Regions from separate parts of the Mus musculus genome. Here all the other regions are linked to region 2. Evidence: chromatin contacts called from public capture Hi-C and promoter capture Hi-C data. All regions are on one chromosome and are shown on one strand. Each heading gives the region's core, a stretch centred on a gene start, on an enhancer-like site or on the middle of the called end of the contact. The rest is flanking DNA. Distances are from core to core; before and after follow the strand shown. Region 1 holds the start of Eppin (epididymal peptidase inhibitor). Region 2 holds the start of Mmp9 (matrix metallopeptidase 9). Region 3 holds the start of Cdh22 (cadherin 22). Region 4 holds the start of Zfp334 (zinc finger protein 334). Region 5 holds the start of Slc35c2 (solute carrier family 35, member C2).

Evidence for each region. Promoter capture Hi-C pulls out the DNA fragments that hold promoters and counts their contacts. Capture Hi-C pulls out chosen DNA fragments and counts their contacts.
Region 1: a promoter capture Hi-C map of liver shows a contact between it and region 2, with 2.5 times the contacts expected there. The contact joins the promoter of Eppin here to the promoter of Mmp9 in region 2. A contact is called at or near these places in 9 of 39 promoter capture datasets (the 3T3-L1 cell line, embryonic stem cells, frontonasal cranial neural crest and 4 more) and 1 of 484 Hi-C or Micro-C datasets (myocytes).
Region 3: a capture Hi-C map of embryonic stem cells shows a contact between it and region 2, with 5 times the contacts expected there. The contact joins the promoter of Cdh22 here to the promoter of Mmp9 in region 2. A contact is called at or near these places in 21 of 39 promoter capture datasets (the 3T3-L1 cell line, 3T3-L1-derived adipocytes, the HPC-7 cell line and 11 more), 1 of 15 datasets of contacts at CTCF or cohesin (embryonic stem cells), 9 of 484 Hi-C or Micro-C datasets (the N1E-115 cell line, cerebellum, embryonic stem cells and 3 more), 13 of 115 datasets of contacts at active chromatin or transcription factors (bone marrow-derived macrophages, embryonic basal ganglia, embryonic forebrain and 6 more) and 4 of 9 other capture datasets (adipose tissue, embryonic stem cells, liver and 1 more).
Region 4: a contact with region 2 is called in a promoter capture Hi-C map of hippocampal neurons, with 5 times the contacts expected there. The contact joins the promoter of Zfp334 here to the promoter of Mmp9 in region 2. A contact is called at or near these places in 6 of 39 promoter capture datasets (the 3T3-L1 cell line, cranial neural crest, embryonic stem cells and 3 more), 1 of 15 datasets of contacts at CTCF or cohesin (large pre-B cells), 2 of 484 Hi-C or Micro-C datasets (both in embryonic stem cells), 13 of 115 datasets of contacts at active chromatin or transcription factors (astrocytes, embryonic basal ganglia, embryonic forebrain and 4 more) and 1 of 9 other capture datasets (macrophages).
Region 5: a contact with region 2 is called in a promoter capture Hi-C map of embryonic stem cells, with 8 times the contacts expected there. The contact joins the promoter of Slc35c2 here to the promoter of Mmp9 in region 2. A contact is called at or near these places in 26 of 39 promoter capture datasets (the 3T3-L1 cell line, 3T3-L1-derived adipocytes, the C10 cell line and 14 more), 1 of 15 datasets of contacts at CTCF or cohesin (large pre-B cells), 33 of 484 Hi-C or Micro-C datasets (the AML12 cell line, B cells, the CH12 cell line and 24 more), 21 of 115 datasets of contacts at active chromatin or transcription factors (the 230-238 cell line, acute myeloid leukemia, astrocytes and 14 more) and 5 of 9 other capture datasets (adipose tissue, embryonic stem cells, liver and 2 more).

What each region holds. Positions count from the first base shown.
Region 1 is chr2:164,592,210-164,594,909 of GRCm38.p6, forward strand. It overlaps Eppin (epididymal peptidase inhibitor), which reads right to left and starts at 1,362. Exons shown (of 4, transcript NM_029325.2): 1 at 1,217-1,362. The coding sequence starts at 1,307.
Region 2 is chr2:164,946,915-164,949,614 of GRCm38.p6, forward strand. It overlaps Mmp9 (matrix metallopeptidase 9), which reads left to right and starts at 1,305. Exons shown (of 13, transcript NM_013599.4): 1 at 1,305-1,483; 2 at 1,921-2,150; 3 at 2,369-2,517. The coding sequence starts at 1,343.
Region 3 is chr2:165,233,464-165,236,163 of GRCm38.p6, forward strand. Cdh22 (cadherin 22) reads right to left here and starts at 1,274. Exons shown (of 12, transcript NM_174988.3): 1 at 1,092-1,274.
Region 4 is chr2:165,386,840-165,389,539 of GRCm38.p6, forward strand. Zfp334 (zinc finger protein 334) reads right to left here and starts at 1,420. Exons shown (of 5, transcript NM_178411.3): 1 at 1,122-1,420; 2 at 87-149. The coding sequence starts at 101.
Region 5 is chr2:165,286,451-165,289,150 of GRCm38.p6, forward strand. Slc35c2 (solute carrier family 35, member C2) reads right to left here and starts at 1,388. Exons shown (of 10, transcript NM_144893.2): 1 at 1,334-1,388. It overlaps Elmo2 (engulfment and cell motility 2), which reads right to left. Exons shown (of 21, transcript NM_080287.2): 21 at 1,581-2,700.

The DNA of each region.
Region 1 (2,700 bases), core at 112-2,611, 350 kb before region 2:
TGTTGCTGTTTTCCTCTAGAGGGCAACATTGCACAGTGATTCCTCCCCCACCTGCAGCTGGGTTTTGGAATCCTAACTCTGCCGGGAGTGTGTGTGTTGTGGAGGAGAAACAGGATCCTAAATACATTGTATACAATTTTCAACGGGTTAATACAGGTGTTATCGTAGAAAAATCTTTAGTTGGTTGAATGCTGGTAGCCTTGTGATGGTGGGCACATTCTTTAAATTCTGTGTCTTCTAGTTTCAAAGAGGGAAGTTTACGGACAAAGAGCTATATACAACTAAGGGGTGCTAAGTTCAGGAGAAATAGTCTTTCCCAGGGAAGACCCCCCTAATTTAATTGCTTATCCAATACCAAATGGTCAGCCCTGAAATCATATACATACAGAAAATAATAAACAGACACAGCAGGCTGTATTTATTTAGGCTCTCTCTCTCTCTCTCTCTCTCTCTCTCTCACACACACACACACACACACACACACACACACAGATAACAGCAACAATTAAAGAAAAAGAGGCCGTAGTTTCAGACGGAGTGGGAGCAGGTATGTAAAAGGAATTGGAAGGAAGAAAAGGAAGGGGAAAATTATATTTTAATGTTTAAAATTCCAAAATTTTAAATTAAAAGAATAAAACAGGAGTGTTGATAGGACTTCCTCTCGTAGAGTTCTTGTGAGGATTAAATGAGATAGTGAACACAAGCAAATGTTAGCTAATACCTGCAGAGCGGTCACCGTGGGGGGAAGCTTTACTCTGTCCTGTTTCTTCACCACAAAGCTGTAGGGCCAAAATTCGTTTAAAATGAAGAAATCAAGTTCCAGAGAGGACACGTGGAAATTAAATATTTTGCTCAAGATCACCAGGCTACCAACTCTGTACAACCCACCAACTCTGACCCCAGAGCCCCCAGACAAATATGTCTGTCTACTTCTTTAAGAGGTGAAAGGTCTTCCCATTAATGTTGGAACCATAACCCTTCCTCACCTCCCCTTTTTAAAGGGACTTTGAAGGTGTTTCCCCAGACCCCTGTCCCTGTATCAACACAGAGGTCGTTGTAACACTAAGAGACCTTATAAGTATCTCTCTCCTCTCCTGAGCCACACCCAGGAAGGAGCTGTAGAAAGGTGACCCACACCTGAGGAATTGTTCTTTGTCTCTTCCTTCCAGTAAACTTCCCTTTCTCCCAGACAACACTAGAAAAAAACAGTACTTACTGGGAAACAGCAAGTCAGCTAGACTAGGTCCCTGGACTCTTGCAAGCAGGCCAAATAGCACAAGAATGCTCACAAATCCAGAAAGCTTCATTCTGGCGAGGGGCTGGCCTGGCTGGTAGTTCTAGAACATGGAAATGTCTGCTGCCTTCGCCCATCCGATTCTCTCAGTAGGCTGTACCTTGGCTGTAAGAGCTGGAGAAAAGCCAGTCACCTACTATCTTGCTGGGAACACCAAGTTCTCGAGATCATAAGTGGAGCTAATGACATTCACAGCCCACATCTATGGAGAAAGCCTTTCTGCTTGGACTGCATAGGGCTAGCATTCTGGTCAACCAGGGTAGTGCCCAAAGTGTACTCTACACCATCCATGCTGCACTGAGGGTCAATGCTGTCCTCTTGGGCCTTCATCTTGATAACTCAAAGTTAATGTGGCATGCCCTCTTTACCATTAATTTACCACTTTTAAAACACTCACTCCGTTAAGCACACTCTCTATTGTCTTAATATCTCTTCATGTTTATTCCCATGGTAGGTCCAAGGTCTCTGTGTTCCCTTCTCCCTCTCCCACAGTTTCTTCCCACCGTTTTCCCATTTATCATCTCTCAGGGACACTTTTTTTTTTAAATGAAGGCCAAAGAGTAAAGAGTTGCCAAAGAGAGCACAGGACTGGGGAGAAACCAGGTGGATAACAGAGTCTTTAGATAGCATTTGTCACAGTGTTGTTGAATGTTGCAGAGCGCAGGGAGCCTCCACCACATGACAGAGTGTTGCCTGAGAAGACACTGAAATAAAGACACGGGTCTGAGAGACTACAGCTGAATCAAGGACAACACTGTAGAGCTGCTGGATACTAAGTGTGCTGTCAGAAGAAGGGTGCACACGTGAGCAGCCCCCTCCTAGTTGTGCATCTCCAGTACCAGCTGCTGAACACTGGGCTAGAAGGCAGAGAAGCTCTCTGCGAAAGGGAAAATATTAACAGCCAGATTCTACTTTCTTTCCCTGTGCTGGTAACATATTGTGCAGGTCATTGTTCTCAACTTGTTTTATGTGATAGCTAAGCACACAGCCTCATCATCGGGATCAGAGGCAGAACCCCCATGGAAATCCCATATCAGCAGATTTGCAATGTCACTTAAGGATTATTTCTCAAAAATGCTAAAATGATTTTGCTGGGGATTAAGCCCAGATCTGCATAGGCTGGGAGACACTCTCCCATGGACCTACAGCTCAGGTCTTAGAAATAGAATTTCTACTAGACAACCTGATCTTCTTGGACTTCTGTATTCTCTCAAAGACAGCCAGCAGGCGAAAACTTGGTGTTTCTAATCTGAAAGACCCTGGGGTATTTTATCTTGCAGCAGGATTATGTGACCCAGAGCAGAAAGGATTCTAACAAGTATCACCCAGCCAGTGAATGTGCGAGACAGGATTCCAGGGCACCGAGTCTGTGAGTCTCCACCTCAGGCCACTGGCTGGTGATGAGG
Region 2 (2,700 bases), core at 55-2,554:
GTAGAGAGCGTATCACAACGTCCAACACAATAAATCAAAAAAGTGAATGATCACTGCGGCCTGGAGGTGAAATGCCTTGCCCAAGGTGGTTGGGAAATGACGAGGTTGGGAAATGGTAGACCCAGAACTGCAATTCAGTGCTGGAGCTCACCAGTGAGAAGCATCTAAGAGAAGCTTGGGAGAACACCCAGCTCTCTCTCTCCGGCTCACAGGTCTGTTCGTTGGGAAGCACATGAAGGTCTGGGCACACAGGAGGCTTAGTCAGAACAGCTTGCTGAAGACAGATCAAGGCCCTGCTCCACCATGGTGGCAGGCGAGGAGGATGGAAGGCCGGGGGCTGCCGGCTGTTGGCAAGACTGTGCCAAAGCTTTCCTGAGTGGAGCAGGGCAGGGCTGGAGGAGGGGAAGGGTCCATGACGATCTCACAGCTCGGGAGAGGAAGGTGTTTGCCCCATCCAGGTCACCCCAAGGCTTAGAGCCAAGACCCCAGTCTCCTAATTTCCAATCACAAACCTGACACCATCAACTGAGGTCTCGTGAACACTGCTGAAAGTGGTTTTTCTGTGTTTCGAGAGTCTCATTTTATCCTCAGATCAATATAGGGACAAAGGCTTGAGCGACAAAGGGTCTGTTTTTGTTCTTTAAACAGAAGAGGAAGGATAGTGCTAGCCTGAGAAGGATGAAGCTTCTGCTTGCTCCCACATGTGTGTGTCCCCCCGCCCCCCAGGCTCATCTTTCCTTCCCCAAGGAGTCAGCCTGCTGGAGCTAGGGGTTTGCCCCATGGAATTCCCCAAATCCTGCCTCAAAGAGCCTGCTCCCAGAGGCCAGGAGAGGAAGCTGAGTCAAAGACTCTATCAGGGGGCGGGGATGAGAGGATAGAACCTACAGTGTGGGGATGGGCTCCAGGCTGCACTCTGGCCAGGGAGGGGGTGTCTCAGAAGCCCAAGGAAGAGGGGTCTCGGGCCTCAGGTCTCCCAGTCTTTTACTGGGCTGATCAGTCAGGGCCGTCAGACCTAGGGCTAGGTGAATGCCCCATCCTGCACACCCTCCTTCCCTTTCCCACAAAGTCTGCAGTTTGCAGAAACTAAACCCTGAGTTCTGTGGTTTCCTGTGGGTCTGGGGGTCCTGCCTGACTTGGCAATGGGGGACTGTGGGCAGGGCATAAGGGAGGGGGTAGTGTAAACACACACACACACACACACACACACACACACACACACACACACACACACACGCTGAGTCAGCATAAGCCTGGAGGGGAGGGGCGGGGTCACTGATTCCGTTTTACTGCCTCTTTAAAATCTCTGCAAAGGCAGCGTTAGCCAGAAGCTGCGGTCCTCACCATGAGTCCCTGGCAGCCCCTGCTCCTGGCTCTCCTGGCTTTCGGCTGCAGCTCTGCTGCCCCTTACCAGCGCCAGCCGACTTTTGTGGTCTTCCCCAAAGACCTGAAAACCTCCAACCTCACGGACACCCAGCTGGCAGAGGTAGACAGATGGCTCGGTGGATAGCTGAGAAGGGCTGGTCAGGAAGATGTCCCCCTCTCCCAAGGAATGGGGCCTCAGATATGCTTTCTGGATTTGGGGGTGATGGGCATGTCTGCCAGGGTTAGGCAGTAGGGGGTAGGTGGTCTGGAGGCTCTGGGCAGATTCGGGTCTGTTGGAGGGACAGATTGGGTTCGGCTTCGAAGGGTTGTGACATGGCGCAGGTTGGCAGTGAACAGTTAAACTCTAGTGGGGCTGAGGGGTAGGCATGGTTTATATCATCTGAGGTCGAGGTGTGATGCTGTCCTCAGGATAGGGGAATTCTAGCTGTGTAGGAAGAACTGGTGTCCTGGCCGTAGAGTCCCTAAGCATGTGGCCCAGAGGTCCAGAGCCAAGGTGCCAGAACTCTGTGATGTCTCTGCCCCTTCCTCCATCCACAGGCATACTTGTACCGCTATGGTTACACCCGGGCCGCCCAGATGATGGGAGAGAAGCAGTCTCTACGGCCGGCTTTGCTGATGCTTCAGAAGCAGCTCTCCCTGCCCCAGACTGGTGAGCTGGACAGCCAGACACTAAAGGCCATTCGAACACCACGCTGTGGTGTCCCAGACGTGGGTCGATTCCAAACCTTCAAAGGCCTCAAGTGGGACCATCATAACATCACATACTGGTGAGATGTCGGGCTAGAAGCAGGTGCCTGGGTGGGACTGGAGGCCAGTTTGCACCTCCGGTTAGCTGAACACAAGGGATCCTTAGCAATACAAGTTCCGAGAGAGGCTGCAGCCCTGTGTGTTTTGAAGCGATCGTGGTGTAGCTGCTGCCCCGCCCACCCCCATTTGTAATCCGTGCATGCCCGATCCCCCATCGACGCTGGCTTTTCACCTCCAGGATCCAAAACTACTCTGAAGACTTGCCGCGAGACATGATCGATGACGCCTTCGCGCGCGCCTTCGCGGTGTGGGGCGAGGTGGCACCCCTCACCTTCACCCGCGTGTACGGACCCGAAGCGGACATTGTCATCCAGTTTGGTGTCGCGGGTGAGAATTCCCGGGCTGGGCAGGCTATGGGAGGGACGACCACGGACAGAGTAGAAGGGACAGCAGATCTGTCCGCTCTTATGCCTGCCCCACAATCCCTAGTCGCTGCTTCCACAAATGACCTCCCCCAACCCCCAGCGGCTTTGGAGTCGCAGTCACCTCTTCTCAAAGTCTGGTGCGCTG
Region 3 (2,700 bases), core at 24-2,523, 290 kb after region 2:
TAGGAAGGGTAGGAGAGAAAGCAGGGGGCTCCTAGCAGCGCGAGCCGGACAAGCCTTCAACCGGCCGGGCCCCGCAGGCTTCAGCCGTCGCTGCTGTGCCCGCCAGCAGGGGGTGCCTCTGCGGCTTGGGGAGACCTCGGGGGACTCCAGCCTCTCTCTGCGCTCCGCCCGCTGCACCCTACAGGGTCGTCTCCAGCAGCACCCAAGCTGGGGCAGGGACCCGACCAGGCCACAGCGGAAGTGGCGAAGTCAGGTCCCGAGCCAAGGGAGACGTGGTTAGGGATAGTGTCTATCGAGGGTCCCGCAGCCTGTACGCCCTCACAGTCGCAAGGTCCACGCCTCCCGGTTCCGCACCCCGGCCTCCGGAGGGTCAGTCCCGAGTGGCGCGTGCTTTGGACGTGAGCCTGTGAAGCCCGGTCCTTCTCCGTGGTGGGGACAGAGTCCCCGGAGTCGTGTGCGGATGAAGAGGGTAGAGCTACCTCTCAATCTCCACCGGCCATCCGACGGCCGAAGGGAGCAGGGGGTCACGTCGGCAGGGCCACAAGGGTCCTCATAGCCTGTCCAGCTCACCCCACCCAGGGGTGGCCGCAGCCGCGCGTGTCGCCGCGGCTCGACCCGCACACGCACCCGCGCGGCGCACACGCTCCCGCCGCGCCGATCGCCGGGCCTCCGGGAGGGGCTGCGAGCCGAGCCGGGGCGGCGCGGGGTGGGCGGCGGGAATGCCGGGGTCCCGGCCCGTACAGAGGCTGGATTCTCCATCTCCCCACCCCTCCCCGCACTCCGGCCCTACACCCCTGGCGCAGACACCCCCTTCCTCCCCGGCCTCGGGGGCATCCTGGAGCTCAGGACACAGGGACCGCGACTCCCGGGCCGGGAGGTGGCCGGGCTGGGCTCCGCGCCGGGGAAAGTTTGGACGTGGGAAAGTCCCTGTCTCCCCGCCGGGGAGGGGGCGCGGGATGGGCGCGCTTCAGCTGTTGCCCCGGAGCCCGCGCCGCGCCGCGCCCGCCTCTCCCCGGCCCGTGCACCCTCCCGGCCCGCAGCCTTCCCCAGCGGCGATCGGTTGTCCTCCCGCGGGTGCCGCGCGCTCTTACCTTGGGGAGCGGCCGGACTGCACCCTGGTCCGCGCCTTGGGACGCCAGCAAGCGGCAGGATCACAGCCAGGTCCGGCTCTGGCGTCCGCTCGGAGGAGCCGAGGGAGAGCGGGAGCGAGAGGGGGAGCCGCGGCGGCGAGTGCGCGCGTGTGTGGAGGAGCGAGAGAGCGAGGGAGTGTGCGTGTCTGACTAGGGGGGAAGTGTGCAAGGGACGGATCCCTTCCTTCCTCCCGCAGCCTCTGGTGGAGACTCGGAGAATGCAGCGCCCGCCGGGCAGGAGCGCCGAGCAGCGCCGAGCCGCAGGCGGCCGCCGGGCCGGACCCCGCAGCCAGCCGGGGAGCCCGGCCCCCGCCCCGACCGCACCCCTCCCTCGCCTGCGGGGCCCGGAGGCTCCGTCTCCCCCGTCGCCGGCAGCGGGAAAGCCCCCGGGGGAGTGCTCCTTCTCCTCCTCCCAGCCCAGATCCGCGCGAAGGGAGCGCCCCCAGGAGGGGAGCGGGCTCCCTCCTTGCCTGGCGGTTCAGCTGCCCCGAGGCACCCGTGGCAGACTAGACCCTGTCCCCACCACTCCCCTGGCCAGACTTCGCTGCATCTAGCCCCCCTTCCCCCACACACTATGAAAGCCCGGCTTCAAAAGAAGGGGGTGCAAGCGAAGGTAGAGGCGGGCTTCTCAAGTGGCCACCCCTGGCTGGCTGCCCAGAAAGGCCCTTTGCACAGACCGAGGCTTCAGAGACAATCACTGAACATTGAGGTGGACAGAGCCCCTGCCCCGGGGCTGGGAGTCTGCTGGCAGGTGGAAGGTCAGTTGTCCTGGGAAGAGAGCCACGCTGGTCATTCCTCTTTAGGAGCGAGCTCTGGAAGTCCTGTGCCTCCAGCCAGAATAAAAGAGTAGGCAAACAAGACAGTCCAGCCTAAACTTCGTGCCCTCTAGCATGAGGCTAATAAAATCCACCCCCACCCCCCACTGTCCAGAAACGCTTGCAAAGCCAGATTTTCCGTTCTTGCTCAAATTCAGCTAGCCCAATGCCCGATGTCTTTTCTGCCTAGACTGTTTCCTTTTTCTTAGCTGCATGGGTGCCAGCCAGGTGACTGAAGTGACCGTGCAGCTGTATGTCTTTGCCATCTGCCCCTAACCAAGCATCCTGGCCTGCAAAACAGACGCTGAGTTAAAGAGGTGACAACGCCCTCCCTCCGAGACCCTGATTCCTGATGGTCCCTAGGGACCCATACTCCAGCTCGCCCTGGCCTGCTCACCACCGGGAGCTCTAATTTCCACTCTCCCACTCCTCCCTAGTGACTGGTGTCTCCTCTGGGTGGTTGCATTTCTAGTCCTTCCAGCTGAACTCCATCACTCTTATTTATTTTGAGATTTATTCTCCACCTCGACAGCCGGTTCCCTCCCTTAAGTCCTTCTTCTCTCGGTTCATTCCCTTCATTGATCTCCCAAGCGTTGCTTTTGTGCAGTCTCCTGGTCTTTTTCCTCCCCAACCTCTCTATTCTTAGCCTCTACTCTTTCATGCTTTCAGAGACCAGAGGCTGGCCTTCCAGATGCATCTCCACACTTTCTGCTTTCTCCCTCTCTCCCCGACTCACTTTTTGCAGCTGTGGATCC
Region 4 (2,700 bases), core at 170-2,669, 440 kb after region 2:
ACACGTCTACCACATCCAGATGTACTCGCTGCGGGTCTATGAACAGCCACTGCCAACGGTGGGACGTGAATCCCTCGGTGACTTACCTGGGTACTGTCCATTTCCAGGCGTTCTCAAGAAAGGGCCAGGAACCACCGGTGATCCAAGGGCTGGGTGAGGAAGAACAGGGAATGTGATCAGCAGACTGGCTAGCAGCTCGACAGTGACTCACAGACATGCCCTGGAAGGAAAGGACCCTTCGACCTGCGTCATACAGAAAGCGTCTGCGGAGGGAAGGCCCAGGGCAGTTTTGAATGGACTAATCAGAGCTTTTCTTACTGTGTGAAAGGAAACAAAGGTGTGAATTGAACTACTGTCTTATTCAGGTCTCCTTAAAAAACAAACAACACTTCAGAGTTCATATTAGATCATATCAATAAGCTCTAGTATATATGAAGCCTGAAAGAGCAGGCCAGCAACTCTGAGATTCTATCAATCAATCTATCTATCTATCTATCTACCCTCTAGTTTTTTGGGTATCAATTATCTATCTATCTATCTATCTACCTACCTACCATCTAGTTTTTTGGGTATCAATTACCTGTTTTCCTACTAATGCATTCAGCAGATGAAATCAGAAAACCAGACAGAGGGAGTGAGGGGTTTAAGATGCGTATCACTCTGCTCCCCTCCCCCAAGCTTAACTGCAGTTTCATGAGAGGGAGGCCTCTGCTTCAGTGTAGCAGAAGACAAAGCCCTGGCCTTCGAATCAACACACCAGATTTCAATTCTTGGTTCTGGCACTAGCAAACTACCTAAATGGTCAAAATAGCTGCCTTCCTCACTTGAGAAGAAGTTCGACTCTCATAAAAACCCTTTCCTGTAGATACTCTTGGGTCATTCTTCTATATAAAGGAAACCAGTAAACTCCAGGATGGTGATGGACGGGGTTTGAGCAACTCTGGCGAAACAGAATGGGGACTCTAATGAACGACACGCATTTGTTCGAAGTGATGCAGAGGCCTTTTTCTCAGCCATGGCTGGCATCCCTTCCCTCCCAAACGAAAGACCCGCCAATGAAATCAGACCTGCTCATTCCCTCAATCGCAGCTCAACCCTTAAGCAGCCCCCCGAAGCTTTACCGGGCCAAGGGCATCCGCAGGACTGCTGGGATCCGCTTTTTGCACGCACACACCTCTCTCCTTCCCAGGCTGCCCGCCCGGAGGCCTGCAGCCCCGGGGGCGCCCGCTAGCCTCGCCCGGCCCCTGGACACGCGCAAGCCTCCGCGGGCCCCAGGAAGGCGCTGGTTCTTCTGATCCTGCCCCGGAGTCGCCACCCGGAATTCCTCTGGCTCAGGGGAAACCTCGCTTCTTTTGTAGCTCCCAGAAGGCCCCAGGCAATTGTGGCGCACAGAGGCCCCTCGAGCCTCGCCTGGAAGAGCCCCACGAAACGGAAACGCATCCATAGAGCCTAGGAGACCGCGCATGCGCAGAGTCTCGGAGCGGCCATTCCCACGGTTCTCCAAAGGGTGCTGTAGTCTTTCCAGGACTACATTTCCCACAGGGAGTTGCGGCCCCCACCCAGCCGATAGCCTCTGAGGCGCTAGGGCTTTAATCACAGTAATTTACGAGTAAAAACCATGAGTACAAGAAGAAGTGTGAGAATAAAAAATTAGAGCTCTGTAAAGAAATTCCAACAGTGTATTAAGAAAAAAATAATAACCAAACAGTTGTAAGCAGAATAAAAATGTATCGACGACCTTCCCAAAATTACAGAAGAGACCCCCTAACAAAGAATCAAACCATCTCTAAATATCTTAAAAGAAAATAATCGCCATCCTGTTTATTACTGACTTTACTGACAGGTGCATACTCTCCTGCCAATTTTACAGAAGGAGAAGTCACAATAAGTAATGGCAAAATATTTTAACAGTATAATATTTTCAATTTTTATTTTATTTTATTTTATATGTATTGATATATTGCCTGCCTGCATGTATGTCTGTCCACTACTTGCGTGCTGTGCTTGGTACCCCGTGTCTAAGAAGGCCAGAAGATGGTATCATGTAGGTGCTGGGAATTGAACTCTGCTCCTCTGCTATAAATCACTGCGCCATCTTAACAATATATTTTAACATGACCAATTATATTTAATCCAAGTAATATAGAAACTGCTCTTCATCCATGAGGACAAATTGAATACGTGTATATATTTTGTTTTATTTATTTTTTTAAAATATTTATTTATTTATTTATACACTGTACACTATAGCTGTCTTCAGACACTCCTGAAAACGGCATCAGATTTCGTTACGGATGGTTGTGAGCCACCATGTGGTTGCTGGGATTTGAACTCAGGACCTTTGGAAGAGCGGTCGGCACTCTTAACCACTGAGCCATCTCACCAGCCCCCGTGTATATATTTTAAAAGAGGAAAGCTATGGAATATCTTAGTCACTGGAAGGCCAGACAGTTTCTGACACAGTTATCTGTTATGTTTAAATACCAAAAGGAACTTCGAGATGCAGAGGCTGAGAGATAGCTCTCAGTGAGCCAGACTTCCAGGGATTCAATGCTTGTATACTGTCTCCCACATCAAACGTGGCCATGATGTAATTTAAATAAAGGGGTCATAAGAAGGGACACTGCAGGCTTCAAAAAGCAAACCTGATATCCTGGCAGTCCGGTTTGTTTGCGGTGTTCCTAGAGTTTGTGTATGACT
Region 5 (2,700 bases), core at 138-2,637, 340 kb after region 2:
GTTTCCAAATGTCAGGCCCCACTCCCTTACCTCAGTCTGTCAGGCTGTTCACCCAGGCAGTTACTCTTTCCCTGTCACCTCGCCAGAGCCCGGGTTTCTGTGGCTCTGCTCACGAAACTGACAGCTTCCTCCTCAGAGACCTAGCGGGTGCAACTTGCCACAGTCTCTGGAGTCTTCCTTCTTTCTGACTCATTCAGTAAGCACAGATGCCTGAGGGCTGCAGCCCAGCCTCTCTTTGCCGCCTTCATTCCCAGCCCACCACGACCAACCCCGTAACTCCAGCCGACAGCTCAACCTCAAGGTGCTGCAAGGAGCTACCTTAATATTCCTCGGGTCTTCATCTGACTCTCAAGTCACTTAGAAACGGCCAACCGAACAACTGTTTTCTTTGGCAGAAGGCAGTCAGCACCAGTGAAGCCATTGCTGCCTCCCTCGGCATCCCTCATCTCCTGCCTTGTCAAGTCCACCTCTAGTTATTCCTTGACCCACCCACTTCTCTTCACTTCCTCTCCCACCACCACACACTACACCACAGTTTCCGTTCACCTACTGCCTGCACTTGCCTGCAGTCCACAAGGAGCCAGAGACTGGTGGAATGGTTAGTGTGGTCAACCTGACAGAAGCTAGGGTCACCTGGGAGACGGGCCTCGGAGCATACCAGGAAGGGATTGATTCTCTTGATCAGGTTAACCGATGTGAGGAGACCCAGGTAGCTGTGGGCAGGAACTCCTGGCCTCCATAAAGAAGGGAGAGTGCACTAGCAGGCACTGATGGCTCTCAAGATTCTATACTTCAGAACTGTGGAAACGACGTGGCCAGCTGCTTCAAGCACTTACTGCCCTGACTTCCTCACGACGGACAGCACCAAGAACTATGGGGGAAATAAGCTCTTTCTTTCTTTCTTTCTTCCTTCCTTCCTTAAGTTGCATCAGGGAAAGAAACTAAGACTGCCGGTCCCAACAGACCGGAGACCCCGGGGCTGGGTCCGCAAGTTCTCCCTGGATCCTGCCTGCCAGCTGCAACGCCACGTACAGCCGTGTGCCCGGAACATCAGCCGGCGTCCTCCTCGGCAAGGCAACCTGATGCTCTCTGCTCTGGTCCCCTTCCCCAGGACCCCCATTGCGCGTGGCACTTAACACCGCGTGACGACTGTGTTTGCTCACGTGTCCCTGCCGCGCCTGCTCGGCAGTATCCACCTGGTTCCCCCCATCCCCAAGACCCGGCCCCTCGTACGTGCTCGGCGAATGCCAGGCGAACGGGCCCAGAGCCACTGGAAAGCTGGGGAAACTGAGGCCGGGCGAGAAGGCAGGGGACCGCCCACACGCCCACTTACCTCCGCCCAGGCTCTCGCCGGGAGCCTCCTGCCGGAAGCTCGAGGTGGGCACTGTGCCTCAGGAGGCGAGACTTCCGCCGGAAGTCGGTGGGGTGGGCGGAGCCAGAGCATCTCTAAGGCGGCTACAGCAAGCTTCCCAACACGGTCCCTCTGTACCTTTCCCTTAAACGGGCACCAGGAACGAATCACAGCTACTAATAACTCTGTACAGGGCTTATTTCTTCAGGGACTTCAAGCAGCAGGGAAATGACATGACAACCATTAAATTTTATTAGTAAAACGTCCTGGCAAAGTGATAATGGACACTTTGTGACATTGCGTATGCCTATAAATTTGTGAGAATTATTCAATAGGCTGAGTACGTGAAGTTCATCGCAGAGGAAATGGAACCCAAAAGGAAGGGGGTAAGAAGGATCTAGTCTTACCGGGAGCCCAGGGAAGCAGGTTACAGTGGCCGCAGAACACCAATTTAGCACACCTGGATTTGACTCATTTCAGGTACAGAGTATGTGGGCAAGATAACCTCTAAGCCATGCAAGCTAGGGCTGCAGACCCGAGCTGGCCCAGTTCTCGGCGTCTGCTCATCCGGGCTCTACTAGGACTGGCTGCAAACAGGAATCCTTGCACATGACTTGGCTGGGCTCCTGGCTCCTAGCAGAAGGCTCAAGGCCAGCGTGTAAGCTGTGCTTTGTGCACACTGCTGCTGTAGGCTGTTGCCAGCTGGCATCACGAAAGCATTCGTTGATTCAATGCTTCCTGAGACCTACAATGGTGCCCATCGCAGCCCAAGGTCTTGGCTTCGTTCAGCCCTCAAAGCCTGCGTTGCATGCACTTTCTATGCCTTCTGAAAGCGCCTGTCCTCACCCCCTTCTGACTGAGGCAAGGGGAAGTATCTATTTTCATCACTGCCTTCATTCAAACCTCCCAGCTACCAAGGCTGCTGATGGGAGCACCAGCTTAAAGCACCAGCTGGCAAGCTGGGCACTAACTGCAGGCAACATGCGGGGTGCGGAACATGTCTTCTTTGAAAGGCACAAGTACTCGAGCTGTTCCCTGGCTGTGTCCCTGGCAGGGGAAAAAGGGAGGATGGGTTCTTGGGGGTGTACAGTATGCCTTTCCACGTTGTACCCAGCACGACTGAGCAGAAAACGCTCTGTCCTGTAGCACAAGCTGTGAGCATCCTTAGCCAGCAGGTGTGAGTAGTTTGCGCATGACAAGAGCAGGAGAGATGAGGGGAGAGGGAGATGCTCTCAGAGTGGCTGGGAGCTCTCCACATGCTCCCAGGCACACTGAAATGAAGGCTGTCAGGCCGCTCCTCACCCTTGGGACAGGGAATAAGTGCAGAGGAAGAGGTGTGGATAGGAAGC